Regions from separate parts of the Gossypium hirsutum genome. Here region 1 is linked to region 2. A link is a contact called in public Hi-C data. All regions are on one chromosome and are shown on one strand. The core of a region is the stretch at or near the end of the contact, and the rest is flanking DNA. Distances in the headings are between cores, read along the strand shown.

Region 1 (6,988 bases), core at 1,387-3,886, 220 kb after region 2:
AAAGTAATAATAATGTGAAGTATACGGGGTACCACCGTATCATAACAAATAAATAAATTAATAAATTACCATTAAAAATCCAACAACATGCTAGAATAAGGGCTAAGGCTAGCATTAGAACAGTTTACACTAATATTAAAAGAAAAACGACAACGACAAACTACTATAAAACTTCTCTTACTTTCTTTTTTTATTTTCCTTTCGAGCTCTTTTTTTTTAAATAAAAAACCTTTTAACTTCTTTTGCATTTTTAAAATTCTTTTATAAATTTTTACTTTTACTTTTTTTTATATTTTGAAGAGTTTTTTATAATTTTTAAATATAATTTTTATTTATTTATTTTTTTATAATTTTTAAATTATTTATTAATATGGTATATAAAAAAATGTCACATCACCAATGAAAAGTGGAGAGTCAATTTATTCCCAATAAAAAAAATAGAGGTCAAATTAAATAAGTATATAAAAATTGATGGCTACATTTACTATTATGCCTTAAATATAAAATATCAAAGTAAGCATTTAATAGAAAGGCTATTTCATTCATTCATCTAACATAAAGAGACCAGTTTACTTATTTTTTAATAAAATGGTTAAATATAAAATTAATACTCAAATTTGTTCACTTCTCCTGAATTGGTACTTATGGTATTTTTTTTCCAAATTGGTACTTAAATTTTTTTTTGTCAACTAAATTGGTACCTAAGTCTAATGCCGTTAACTTTTTACTTACTAGCCAATCGTGCAATGCCACGTGACGTCCTCTTATACCTCTTTTTCTTTTTGTTTTTCTTTTTTTATCCCCCCCTTTTCTTTCCTTTTTATTTTCTTTTCTTATTTTTCTTTTTCTTCATCATTCCTACTTTCTTTCCTCTATCAAAAACTCATGATTTCACATTCCCTTCTTTCTTCTGTCAAAAACTCTTACCCCAAAAATTTTCACTCACTTTCTCACCATCTAATTACCACCAAAATCACATATCTTAAACCCTTTTCATGTTCCTCCCCATTTTTCAGCCACCATCAACCAACTCCCACAACTTCCCCTCCCCTTTTCAAACTAACCATAAAAACTCATGGCTTGAACCAACTGAGCTGAACTACACTTTCACCTATCTTAGATAACCTTGTGATGGGAACCCAATTGGACCAACCGTCTCAAATGAAACTATCGGTAATGGCCCTTCCACTTCGTCTGCTTGCTATATGTCCACCATGTTTATTTTACTTTACCTCTCAATTTTGTTTTATTTGTAAATATTGTGTGGAAGGAAAAGTAGTGATAATAAAAAGGAGAAGAAAGAGGGTAATGTAAGATACAATTTCATGAAGCAAACAATAATATCAAAATTAATAGTACCTAATTTGTTTAAAAATCATTGTGCAAATCATAGTATCCTTCTTCACCATAAATAGCCACTATAACAAACAAACAAATTACAAAATGAATTCTTCGATAAAAAGCTTTAAATCCTTAGAAACTTATTAAGTAAAAAGATAAAAATCTAATGGAGTTGCCTGCATCTACCCTTTTTTTTGTTCTTTCTCGTATTTTCTCAAGAAACAAATAAAAAAAATCTAACTACCCAAAAACTGAAAAAATAGAAAAAAAAAATTGAATACGAAAATTAAAAAAAAAAGATGAACCAAGGCTCGAAATATAAAACAAAGATAAACCTAGAAGCTAAAAAGAAAGCAAAGTGAACAAAAAAAAAACTATTTTTTTTGTGTTCTTTCTCATATTTTCCCAGGAAACAAACAAAAAAATCCAACTATCCAGAAACTTTATTAATTGTCAGGTTTCAGTTACTAGTTCTTCATTTCGAGTCTATTGGGTAATCAGAATCTTTGTAGCCCGAATTTGAACCTGTTTCCTCCATGTCTAGAAACTTTATTTTCTCAGTACCTTCTACGTCAAACAAAGAAGCAGCAGCAGCAGCAGCAATAGCAGAATGTGAAGGAGAGGAATTGGAATCAGCCATTGAAAGCAAACGTGTTTAGTAGAGAAAAGAATAGAAAAGGATAGTGGGAAAAAGAAAGGTCACCGGGAAAAAGAAAAGAAATTGGGGTGGAAGAAATGTCACAGGGAAAACTAAAGAAAAAAAAAAGAAATAATTTTAAAAATATTTTTTTAGATTATGACATCAAGGGTTAGATTTAAGTACCGATTTAGTTGACCTAAAAAAAATTAAGATACCAATTTAGAAAAAAACCCATAAACACTAATTTAAAATAAGTAAAAAAATTTGAGTTCCAATTATACATTTAAACCTTAATAAAAAAAATTAAAATATAGTATATAAACTGCTATTTGCAATAAAATTTTGGAATGGTATGATCATTATCACAATTTTTTCAATAAAAATATATAAAAAGGAAAGTAAGTGGAGTATCAAAATTTGAAAAAGAATCAAGGGTATAGTGAGGTCCATTAAAATGTTAGGATATTCATTAAAAATATTATTTAAACTTTAGAGACTAATTTAGAATTTGAATCATAATTTGAGGACGTTTGCTTGAATTAACCCTTTAAAAGAAAACAAACGGCTTAAATTTAAGCGAAGTCTTAAATCCCACACGTCTACGTGTAAAAAAGAACCAATGAAAACGCGCCGCGTATTCTGACTGAGGTTCAGGCCCAATGAGAGCGAAGCCGGTGACGCTACTTACGCGTGACCTTCAATTATCATTTATTTTTCCGTCTTCAGCACTATATAAAGCGGACGGATAGCTGACATCCTCTATCAAATCCGGAGATTTTCGCGAGAAAGTGAGAGGTCGAGAGAGAAAATAATTCGCAGGGAATTAGCGAGATCCTGCAATTTTCCTGCGTTTTCTCTCTTCAATCTTCTCCGGCTATCTGATCTATCCGTCATCATGGTGAGTTTTTATTTTCTTTTTCTAAGAAACTGTTAATTTGTATTTTTTTTCTGATAATTGGTTCACTTCACAGTTTTCATATTTATTTTTCCTATTAATTTGATTATTATTTTTCTTGATCTTCTTGTATCTGAGTGGATCCAATATAAACTTCTTGTTTGTCTTCCGTCCTTTCCGAATATAGATTATGGATCTACATTTTAGCGTGTTTATAAAATCGTTTGTAGATTTCAGCGATTATAGATCTAAATGGCATATATATGCCTCACAATTTATCTTGTATTTGTTCGAAAATCTTTTGAATAATTTATTCGTCTTTATATTGCTTTTCCTTATTGTATTAATTTAGAACTGTTGACCTGTCATATGCAAATAGTTCGAATTGTCTCTTATTTTTTGGTCAACAGTTCGAATTATATTTTCACAGTTCAAAACTGATTCGAAACGTCATGTATATTTCTCATAAATCTTGTATAAATGTTAAGATCCATCGCCAAATTAGGCCAGGCCTGTCATGGGATACCCTGACCCTTTTATTCCCTAAAAGAAAAATAAAATTGCTTTGTTTCTATTTAAATTTATACTTTATCCCCCTACTTTTTCTGCTTTGGGCAGACAACATCAAGGCGTCTTGCAGAAAGAAAGGTGGAGAAGTTCCAAAAGAACATAACAAAGAGAGGAGCTGTGCCTGAGACAACCACAAAGAAGGGGAAGGATTATCCTGTTGGTCCTGTGCTTCTTGGGTTCTTCATATTCGTCGTCATTGGATCATGTAAGGATTCTTTCTTTGCCATCATATTTCCTTATTCGATGTGTATGGATAATTTGTCTGGTTTCTTCGTTGGAAAGTGTAATATGTTTAGCTTTTCTTGGTGTTCAGTTAATTTCATCATTGTAATCTTCAAGGATATTTGCTTAAATTAAAATATCTATAATTACAATTTAGAGTCAAGATTTTCTGCATGTCCTGTCTGTCATGATTTACTGATCAACTTCGTTTACATTCACCGTAACAGCTCTCTTCCAGATTATCAGGACAGCGACCAGCGGAGGTATGGCATAAGTCTGCACTTCTGGTGTTAAGGAATTGCGAGGAGACTGGTCTTGCATTGGGCTTTTCTTTTCTGTTAGTTTTGTAGGGAAACTGATGATATATTTACTAGAGATATGCTTACGTTGTGAAATGTTCGGAATTTGAATAAGACCTCCCCTTTCTTTGTCTGGTCATTGTGCTTTGTCTGCTACTTTTTTCATTTATGCAATGAGATGGACAAAAAACTGATATATTAGTGGTTGAACCGAGTTACCCGAGTAACTTGGTATTTGAATGGTTATACCAACAGCTTCAGCAGATGATGCGTAAAGATTTTTATTTATTCGAGCTTTCTCACATGCAATCCCGCTAGATTTAGCTTCTATATGAACCTCATTCATCAAATTTAGCACTGAGTAGAGAATTTCCTGTTTAGTATAATGAATCTATTAAAAGAGGAAGCTTAACCGCTCAATTTACCTGTGTCACTATTATCTCAATGCAACAAGACAGCAGAAGTTTCACACGCCTCATTAAGAACCAAGCGTGTTATTCACCCACATGTCCAAACAAAAAGAAGAAAATAAAGAAAAAGCCCATTCCAATTTCCATGCAACCAAAAAGAAAATCCGGCCTTAGGTGGGACTTGTTAGCAGCAATCGAACATAATCGGGAAACATTAAAATAGGAAATAGTTTCCTTGAAACATAAAGGGTTGGAAATCAAGCAGTAGCAGTCAAGCAGGGGTTAAAGGCAATGCAACATGCTACCCGCTGTTGCTTTCTACCCCGTGGTACAACACATCCAGGAACTTTAAGCCACTCCCTGCTCATCACATTGTATGTAACTAATCGGTTCATTTGTCTCGATCTCATTTGCAACATGAGCAAACCTTCGTTGCCTGAGCAAGTCATTCGTACGTGCTTCCCGTAAAACTCTAAGCACCATACGTTTGGCATTCTGTCAACCTCCTTCCACAAGAGCGTCATCTTCTGCAGCTCCCATATACAGGCACAAGTGGCAGCATTTTTGGTCAGCAATCCAACGAGCATGATCCTGCCCTTACACTCTGCAAGCGAGTGGTCACTCAGATGTAATGGGGCTGGAATAATAAATTGTTTGCATACCCGGTATCCATGTTGTAGGACACAATCCCTTCAGGGTCCGACCGCATGAAGCAAAGTGTGTTATCAACAAAAACAGCTTGAGACAGAAAGTTAAGTGATAGTGGCACCTTAATGTTTGAGGGCATGCTTCCTGGCCGACTCCATGAATTCTTCACTGAGTCATAAACTTCATACTCTCCATCACGTCCCACCCACATGACCTTGTAGCCTCCAGTGGTTGAGTTTCCACTCAGAGTCATTCCTACAGCAATTCGCGACCACACTTTAACTGACCCAGTTGGCAACTCTTTAAATGACCGAGTCAAAGGGTTGCAGACATAGAATTTCCTATGACCAATATCAAGAAAGCAAACTAGACCACCTGCAGATGCAACTGGCAAAGCAATCATTTTTGTTGGCCTATATGCAGGATGGTGCCATTTCCTCATGGAAGGGTCATAATACATGGTTCCGGAGTCCACATTGTCATGAGTAAAAGCATAGAACCAGGTATTGCCTTGCGGGATTTCAGCACAACGCTGAGAGAAACTTTGCGACTCCAACAAGGAATTCCATTTACGGCAAACTGAGCGAAAGCGGAAGAATGAGGCTATGGGAAGTCTTGCAATGACAGCTTCAAGAAGGTCTTCAGGGAATTCTTTCCAAATATCTTGTTCCATAACCTCGGCCTCAGGTATAGCAGTACTTCCATGTAATTTCTCTTGGTTCCGTCCCTTTCGTGATTTCTTGCTTGGTGGAGGACCTGGAGGCTCGAAAGGTTCCAACATCTTACAACTTCCAGATTTCCCAGCAGCCATTACAAGACTGTAGTAATCGTCTGCAGGAGTATCATCTATATTGTGCAAACACCACCTGCACGGAAGCTAACATAAGTAATCCCGTTCCTACTGTCTATTTGAAATATGCTAAAAAATTACCAGCTACAATAAATTTAAGATCATTAAGCTCAAACATGTTTAAAGCAATAGCAATTCCACCATTCATCCCATCACAAGAAATATGGTAAATATTTCGAGTTATAAGATCTGTTCAATTTGTGCAGGCCCGAAGAGAGTTTAACAACTTTCCTCACCATCTTATTGATCAAAATCAATAGATGCAGCAATGTACTCAATTACCAATCTTCCCTCTTATATAAGTTTACACATCAAAAAATACCCATGCACCCAGCAATGGGTACATTGATAAGAGAACCAAAGAATCCTAGAGAACTTCTTGGGGTGAAAAATGAATACAAACTATGATAGAAACTTCTCAGAACATCATAATATAAAAGGTAGTAAAGAAGCCTTGTGTCTGTGAAGCAACATGTTCCATAGTTAACCTGTATAGCGCAAGGGACACAAGACTCCTCTCCAGTAGTGGAGTCGAGGGTCAAGCCAGCTATAGAGGGAAGGAAAGGAGAGTGCCTCATTGCAAGAGACAAAAGCTAGAGATTATAACCAAATTTAGTAGGCGATTGTGCAAGTAACTAGAATCCATTTGGACTTCAACATTCACATCACCTTTGAACTTCAATCATCAAACCTTATTTAAGTCAAGGCCTTATCTGCAGGCTTTTGCTGGTTGACATCTTTATGGCCATTTATCGATCAAAATAAAGCTAAGCCCAAGCAAAACTATCATGCCAAAGCTGTGCATGCTCTGGACATGACATAAATTACGTTTCCAAACAAGATAAATTCATCTCAACATCTTCATAAAAAACGTATATTACAATTTTCCTTATGGTTTTACCTAACATGTTCATTAGAAAGGAAACTCAAAATGCACCTTGGCAAGATACATCTTGACCACCAAACCTTTTCCATTAGAAAAGAACCTCAAAATGAACTTTAGAATGGACACAAGACGCCTATATACATCGGTGCTTCAGGATTAACTTATAAAAGATGATATATGAACCTTGGAATCGTCTAACTTCACAAACCGCCTCCATCAATAATAAC
Region 2 (6,725 bases), core at 769-3,268:
GATCATAATTCATAACTTAGAACACACATATATCTCTTTGGTCGTAATGTTAAATAACCACGCTTAACATACTGAAGGAGGAACATGTATCAAGTTGCCAAAATTCTTATTTGATCTAAAATTCAGGAGCAACCATTATGGTTGAAAATGTATAATAACAGGCAATCAATCACATCAAATGAGAAGCCAAGATTAACCTAGATCAATTTAATTGGCAATTAGATTGAATTTCATAGTAAATTTAAAAAATAAAAATAATAAAAAAAGAGCAACAAGATTTCACAGTTTGATTTGAGCACAAGGCAAAGAAGACACTAAACAATTCGCAATCAAGCACAAAAAAAATGCTAAGAAAAAGTTGGAAGAAGAGGATATGGATTACCTGATCAATAGCAGAGGGGTATTTCCCATGGTGGAAAGTTGAGATCAAAATAGAGAGAGCCTGGATATGGTTCATGCTGACATTAAATTGATCCTGCAACATCCTAGCTCTCTCATCACACATGCTAGCGAGCATCTCCTTGCGCTTTTCGGTAGCTTGAGAGCTCATACAACAGAAGATCCAAATAGAAGCCAAGGTCCAACCAATTACCCATGAAAACAAGAGCTTTCTCGACCAAGACTTGCCAACTCTCTTGGAACCAATATACTGGTAGTACTGATGGTGGATCTTGAAGCTATACTTTGAGATTTCATCCCAACATTTGAACCACATCTTGCTACCACTATCACCAAGGAGACCAGCCTTGGGGTCCTTAAATTCACCATTAATGGACCAGTTCATTAAAATCATAGATGCTATCCAGCAACATAACATCCAAACCAGATGCCCCACCTTTAAACCAAACCCAAATACATGGAGCAAACTCATCCAAGAAACAGTGACCAATTACCAGCTAACTAAGCAAACAGTAACCCCCGCCCTTAGCCTGAAAGTGGGTCTTACTTGCTTGTTAATTCCAGCTAGAAAAGAGAGAGACCCATTGTCAAATCTATAGAAAACTGTCTAGTAAAATCCAACATCACCAGAAAACCTCAAGAACCTTGGGATAAGAGAATAAAATATTTAAAAAAACAAACCCAGCAAACTCCAAATTGACTACAAGACAGAAGGTGTTGTAACCGTGCGGGAAAGAAAAAAAACAAAAGATGCCATCTTATCCAGCACTACACCCTCTAATAACTGAGAAATGCAAGATATAGGACCTTGAATTGAGGAAGACCATGGAAATTTTTCACAATTACCATAAAAGAAAAAGAGAAAGAGAGAGAATGAAAGAATCCCTCTAGATTCTGAGTTTCAATTTTCTAACCACCACCCAAATCCCAGAACAAGAAAAAGACTAGGCCAAAATGTCCAGAAAAACAAAAGGGTTCCAAAACTAGATATCAAATCAATAAAAACTTAGCTAACATAATCTTCCTCAAGCCAAAAGAATCTGACAGGAAATCCTTAAATTCCTAAAATCAAGCACCAAGACAGCAATTAAACATGTGGATTTTATTGTTTGATCCCCCAGACCCAAACTTCACCTGTAACAACACCCTGTTGAGATCTATCAACAGAATTTTCGAGCTGATTTTTAATACAAAGTAATCTTATTATTTACTAAACATGACACTTTGCTGCTGTAGTTGAAGAGGGAAAAGAAGAACATAAGAAGAGTGGGATTAATGGACATCAACGATTGAAAGAATCTATGAAAGGAAGATGAGAAGAATATGGTTGTAGAAATGTCTGCTAGCATAGGCCATTATCTCTACCCATACCATTCACGACACCCCAACCCCCCCTAATTTAATAATACTACTACTATTTTACTCAAAAAAATAATATGAATTTAAATTCAATGCTTACAAATGTATTTAATTTAACATTTCATTTTCTACTACTATCACTGTTCACTAATGCAATCTTATCTTATTCTTTCTTTTTTTCCCCTTTTATTTAATTTATGAACTAATTCAATTAATAAGAGTTGGAACCTCCCCCAGCATAAAATGAGAAAACCATATTTTTTATATTTAAGTATCATTGGTGATTTATTTATACCGGTGTAAAATAAAAATAGTTTTACACAATTTTATAATTTTTATATGATTAATATTATGTCAATCCAACCGTCATATCCATTCTTCGATCATGTATGTTAAGTTCGGCATAAATTAAAATTTTCCAACTATTCATTTTATGAAAAAAAAATTCAAACAACTAAATATATATTAATATAGATAATATTTTAGATCAATATGATAGAAATATTGATCGATTCAAAAGTTTGCTTGTATGACAAGAACAAATATATTGAAAAATTTAATGGTTAAATTGTTAAAATATCCATAATAATAATTATGAAAAGATATAAAACTACCCTATTTTATAAATTTAATAATAAATATATAAATCAATACTATTTTGCATCATCCATAAATAAATTACCCATTTAAAATTATTATAAATAAATAAAATAATAGTTTTTAATTAACATCTTATTATTTATTAACAATGTGTTAATTTATGTGCTATTCATAAAACAAATATAAATTTCTAAAAAAATTAAATATAAATTTTTTGAGTTTTTTTTCCATTTGTATGTTTAAGGACGTTGAAAAATAATATATATTAAATTATGGTACATTTGGGAAATAATTTTAAAAGAATATATTATTAAAATTTTATATAAAAATTAAATGAAATTTTAATTGAAATGATAAAGTTCAATATTTAAAATCTAATTCAGTTAATTCGTGACACCAATTATATTAGAAATTTTAAGTATAACTAGATTATGACACCCATAATGTAGATGAAAAAAAATATTATGTAACAAAATATACTTATTAAAAGTTTATGATGCTTTGGTTGAAACTTGAAATGCAAATTTTAATTTTATAGTGTGTTTTTTTTTAATTTTATTGTGTATAAATTTTAATTGATTTATAAAAATTTAAATGAGCAAAAATACTCTCATAATAATATAACTTACTTTATATAAAAAAAATGTATTTTTAGTAATCTCTCAACTGGGTTGAAATTTGATTGATGAGTGGCATCACCTCAATTAAAGTCGAAGATAATAAATACATAGATAAAGATATATGTTATGTTAAAAATATATTCTTTTAAATTTTATTTAATAATGAATATAAGTGGGGTGGTAATAATTTTTTATTTTAATACTATTAAATGCATTCGATCCTTGGATTTGTAATTTGTAATGTTCTTATTTAAAGATGATATAAACTAATAAAAAAAAAACAAAAGAGCAATCATAATAATATTAAGGGTAAACTACCCCATTAGTCACTCTAAATAGGAGTAATTCTTATTTTGATCACTCTAATTTTTTTTTGTAATTTGGTCACCCAAAAAAGAAATTGATTAAATTGATCAAGTACTAATAAATGGTATTGGAATGCTAACTATGCATTCCATGTTAGTCACACTAATATTAGGAAAAAATATCTATTAGTCTTTCTAAATAAGGTCATTCCTATTTTGGTCACCTCAAACAATACATGAAAATGTACCAGTAGTTTTTTCGTTACCATTTTATGGTGGAGTGACTAATTTGATCAAATTCTTTTTTTGGAGTGACCAAAATAAGAATGACTACTATTTAAAGTGACTAATGAGATAGTTTACCCTAATATTAATTATAATTTAAAAGAATATACATCTTTATGATTTTATAATTTAGTTGATGACCCAATTAAGGGTGACACTAATTGAGTAAAGTATTTAAATATAAGCATCTATAATGTAAAATAGGGAATATTTTTGTAATTTCAAACTGAGTTGATGACTCGATTAAAAGTTATATCAATTCAATAAAGTGTTTAAATATATATACTAGAATTACACTGTTGATACCAACCATTTCAATGAGAATAAAAAATTTGTATTTTTTTAGTCATGAGGTGTGGCATGGTGGTTACTTGTCTTATCCCTTAACATTGAGATCAAGGGTTTGATCTCCATCTATGAGAATTGAGCACATTTCATGATCAGTTATTTATCTTTTTGAAAAGTATCTACGACTAAGATTAATCACTACTATCAATAATGAATATCCTAATTTTAAAAAAAAAATTGTTTAAGACTAATGATTAAACAAGTAGAAAATGAATTGGTTTTTTTTAAATTGAATTATAAACTTTAATCTTCTAATTAATAAAATCTTCATTTTACATTTTTTCAACAAATAAAATCTAAAAGTAAGTGTAAGAATGAAACTCGTTTTTCATTAAAAGAAATCATATGGTTGAATGAGAGCGAACAGATTTTTGAAATTAAAACTGGATTTTAAATTATAATTTTTTTAAAAAAAAAATTGGTCTACATTTTAAATTGAAACTCCACTGAATTACACGCTTGACAATGAAATTCTGTTTCCCCCAAAATAAGAGGAAAACTGACGGGTAATGATAAGTCCATTATTAATCTCTTTCCCCCAATTTATAGTATGAAAAAAAATTAATTAATTAAATGATCTGTCAAATAAAATGTTTTGTAAATGTGGAGAGAGTTTTATGTTTTGTTTAATGGTAATGGAGATCTACTAAATGCTTAAAGGTTCCAAAGAAATTAGATTATTTTTGTAAATAAAAAGAAATATGAATGAGCGATAATGTAGTAGTAAAAGAGTAATTAAGGGCAGTTAAAAAAAAACATAAAAAGCGGTGGCAGACTTTAATCAAGGCAATGTCACTAAAGTGGTGATTAGGCCATCAAATATTACTGGACAGCTCACTTCCTCTTTTATTAATGATTGTTTGGGTTACTACAATTTTACAAATTATTAAAATAGTAATCTATAAAATTGTGATTAGATTTGTAAAAATTTATAAATATTTTTAATAAATAAAATTTTAAGATATATATTAAAATTAAGTAAATAATATATAAAAAAATTCATAGCAGAGCATGCACAGTAAAAATAAAATAATGAAAAAACACATATTTAAAAAGAATTTGAGAAAGGAAATTATGCCACTTAAATTCTCTATTAAAATTCATCAAAAATTTTCAATTTTTTCATTAAGTTTACTTAAACAATTAAATTTATTTTTAAAATTTTAAAAAACTTAATATAAATAATTTTAAAAAAAATTCTATTCAAATAAGATCACTCAATTACTTTTTATCTATTAATAGAAAATTCTATTCAAATAAGATCCACTCAATTAAATTTATTAAATGTATAAAACTCGTACTAAATTTAAAATTTAACTTATAAATCACATATTAATTAATGAAAAATAATGGAGCGAAGCTAAATCTATCGAAACACGCCATTAGAGTCGACCACTCTGGCTTATCGACTTCTCTCTTCCTCATAGCCAATCAAAATCTCCCACGTTTTCAACTCTATAATGGACTTTGCCTTCATTTATTACATTTATCTACATCTATTTGCAGCTGCCTCTTGTCTTTTTCCGTTTCTGGACGCTTGTGTCGGGGCTTTGAGTTTTATGTGAGTTCGTAAAAGCTCTTCTTTTTCTCCATAGCAATACAATAAAAGTTATTCTTATTGTTATCAATTAATATAATTCATTAAATATTAATATTTTTATGTGTTGATTATTTAATTTTAAAAAGTTACATGGTCACTATTTAAAAGTTTCTATTTAAGTAATTAGACTATTAAAATCGTTGTTATATGACATTCTTTATTTGCACCTAAAGGTGCTCATGGGCCAGGTCGGGCTCAACTAAAAATTCAAGCCCATTTATTAGGCCTGAGCCCGAGCCGACCCACTCGTATTAATTTTTTATATTATTTTTATATAATTTTTAAATATATATAATACATCAAAAATACTACAAACATCAAAATAATTATTTTTCAACAAATTAAAAATCAATTTTAAAAATATATAGACTTAAATAACACTAAGATAAATGCAACTTAACAAGTAAATGTCTCTAAAATAATAATAAAATTAACAAATGTCTTTAAAATAATAACAAAATTAACAATAAAATAAGTTTTATATAATATCCAAACAATAACAACAAAATAGTAAAATGATAGTAAAATAGGGAGAAAACAACAAGAAAATAACATTCAAAAACAAAAAAAATGGAGCAGATTTTTTTTGTCCTTTAGTGAATTCGAGCCGGGCTAGGCCGGGCTCAGGCTAAAAATGCCTTACCCGAGGCCCGACCCGTTTTTTAAACGGGTTTTTTTTGTCTAAGCCTATTTTTCGAGCCTATATTTTTACCTAAACTCTCCCACATCTTGGGCGGGCCTTCGGGTCAGGTTTATTTGCACCATATACATCAATTAAAAGCTCTTTTTTCCCTTCACTTCTACAACTTAATTTTTTTCATGAAATAATTTTGAATGTCACAATTTTTTGGGGCGAAAGGCTTATTGGAGTTAGGCCTAATTTAGGAATTCTTTTCAAAAGTGTTTTTATAGAAAAAAAAACATTTATGGGGAGAAGTTGAAATTTTCAACTTTTGAAAAAAAATACTTTTGAGACTATTTTTGGCTTAGGAGAAGCACTTTTTTCTCCCAAAGATGAAATAATTTGTTCTTGTTACTCATACTATTGTTGATTAAATTGTTGTTGTGTCAAAAGTTGCTTTTCGAGAGACCTAATTTTCTTCTTGCATTTTGGTGAATTGATTGGAGTTGGTATTGGATTTTGTATGGTTTGTTCCTTCGAAGTGGAATAAGATAGTACTACTGGAGGAGGAGGAAACAAGCTTTGGT

What was found. Hi-C and Micro-C count contacts between places; a contact is called where the count stands out from the background.
Region 1: a Hi-C map of leaf shows a contact between it and region 2, with 3 times the contacts expected there. The contact joins the promoter of LOC107909860 here to the promoter of LOC107909856 in region 2. A contact is called at or near these places in 6 of 34 Hi-C or Micro-C datasets (all in leaf).

The regions. Positions count from the first base shown.
Region 1 is chrD02:56,588,732-56,595,719 of Gossypium_hirsutum_v2.1, forward strand. It overlaps LOC107909860 (stress-associated endoplasmic reticulum protein 2), which reads left to right and starts at 2,637. Exons shown (of 3, transcript XM_016837547.2): 1 at 2,637-2,879; 2 at 3,495-3,651; 3 at 3,896-4,163. The coding sequence starts at 2,877. The coding sequence ends at 3,942. It also overlaps the pseudogene LOC107909861.
Region 2 is chrD02:56,365,928-56,372,652 of Gossypium_hirsutum_v2.1, forward strand. LOC107909856 (histidine kinase 3) reads right to left here and starts at 2,019. Exons shown (of 11, transcript XM_016837543.2): 1 at 383-2,019. The coding sequence starts at 871.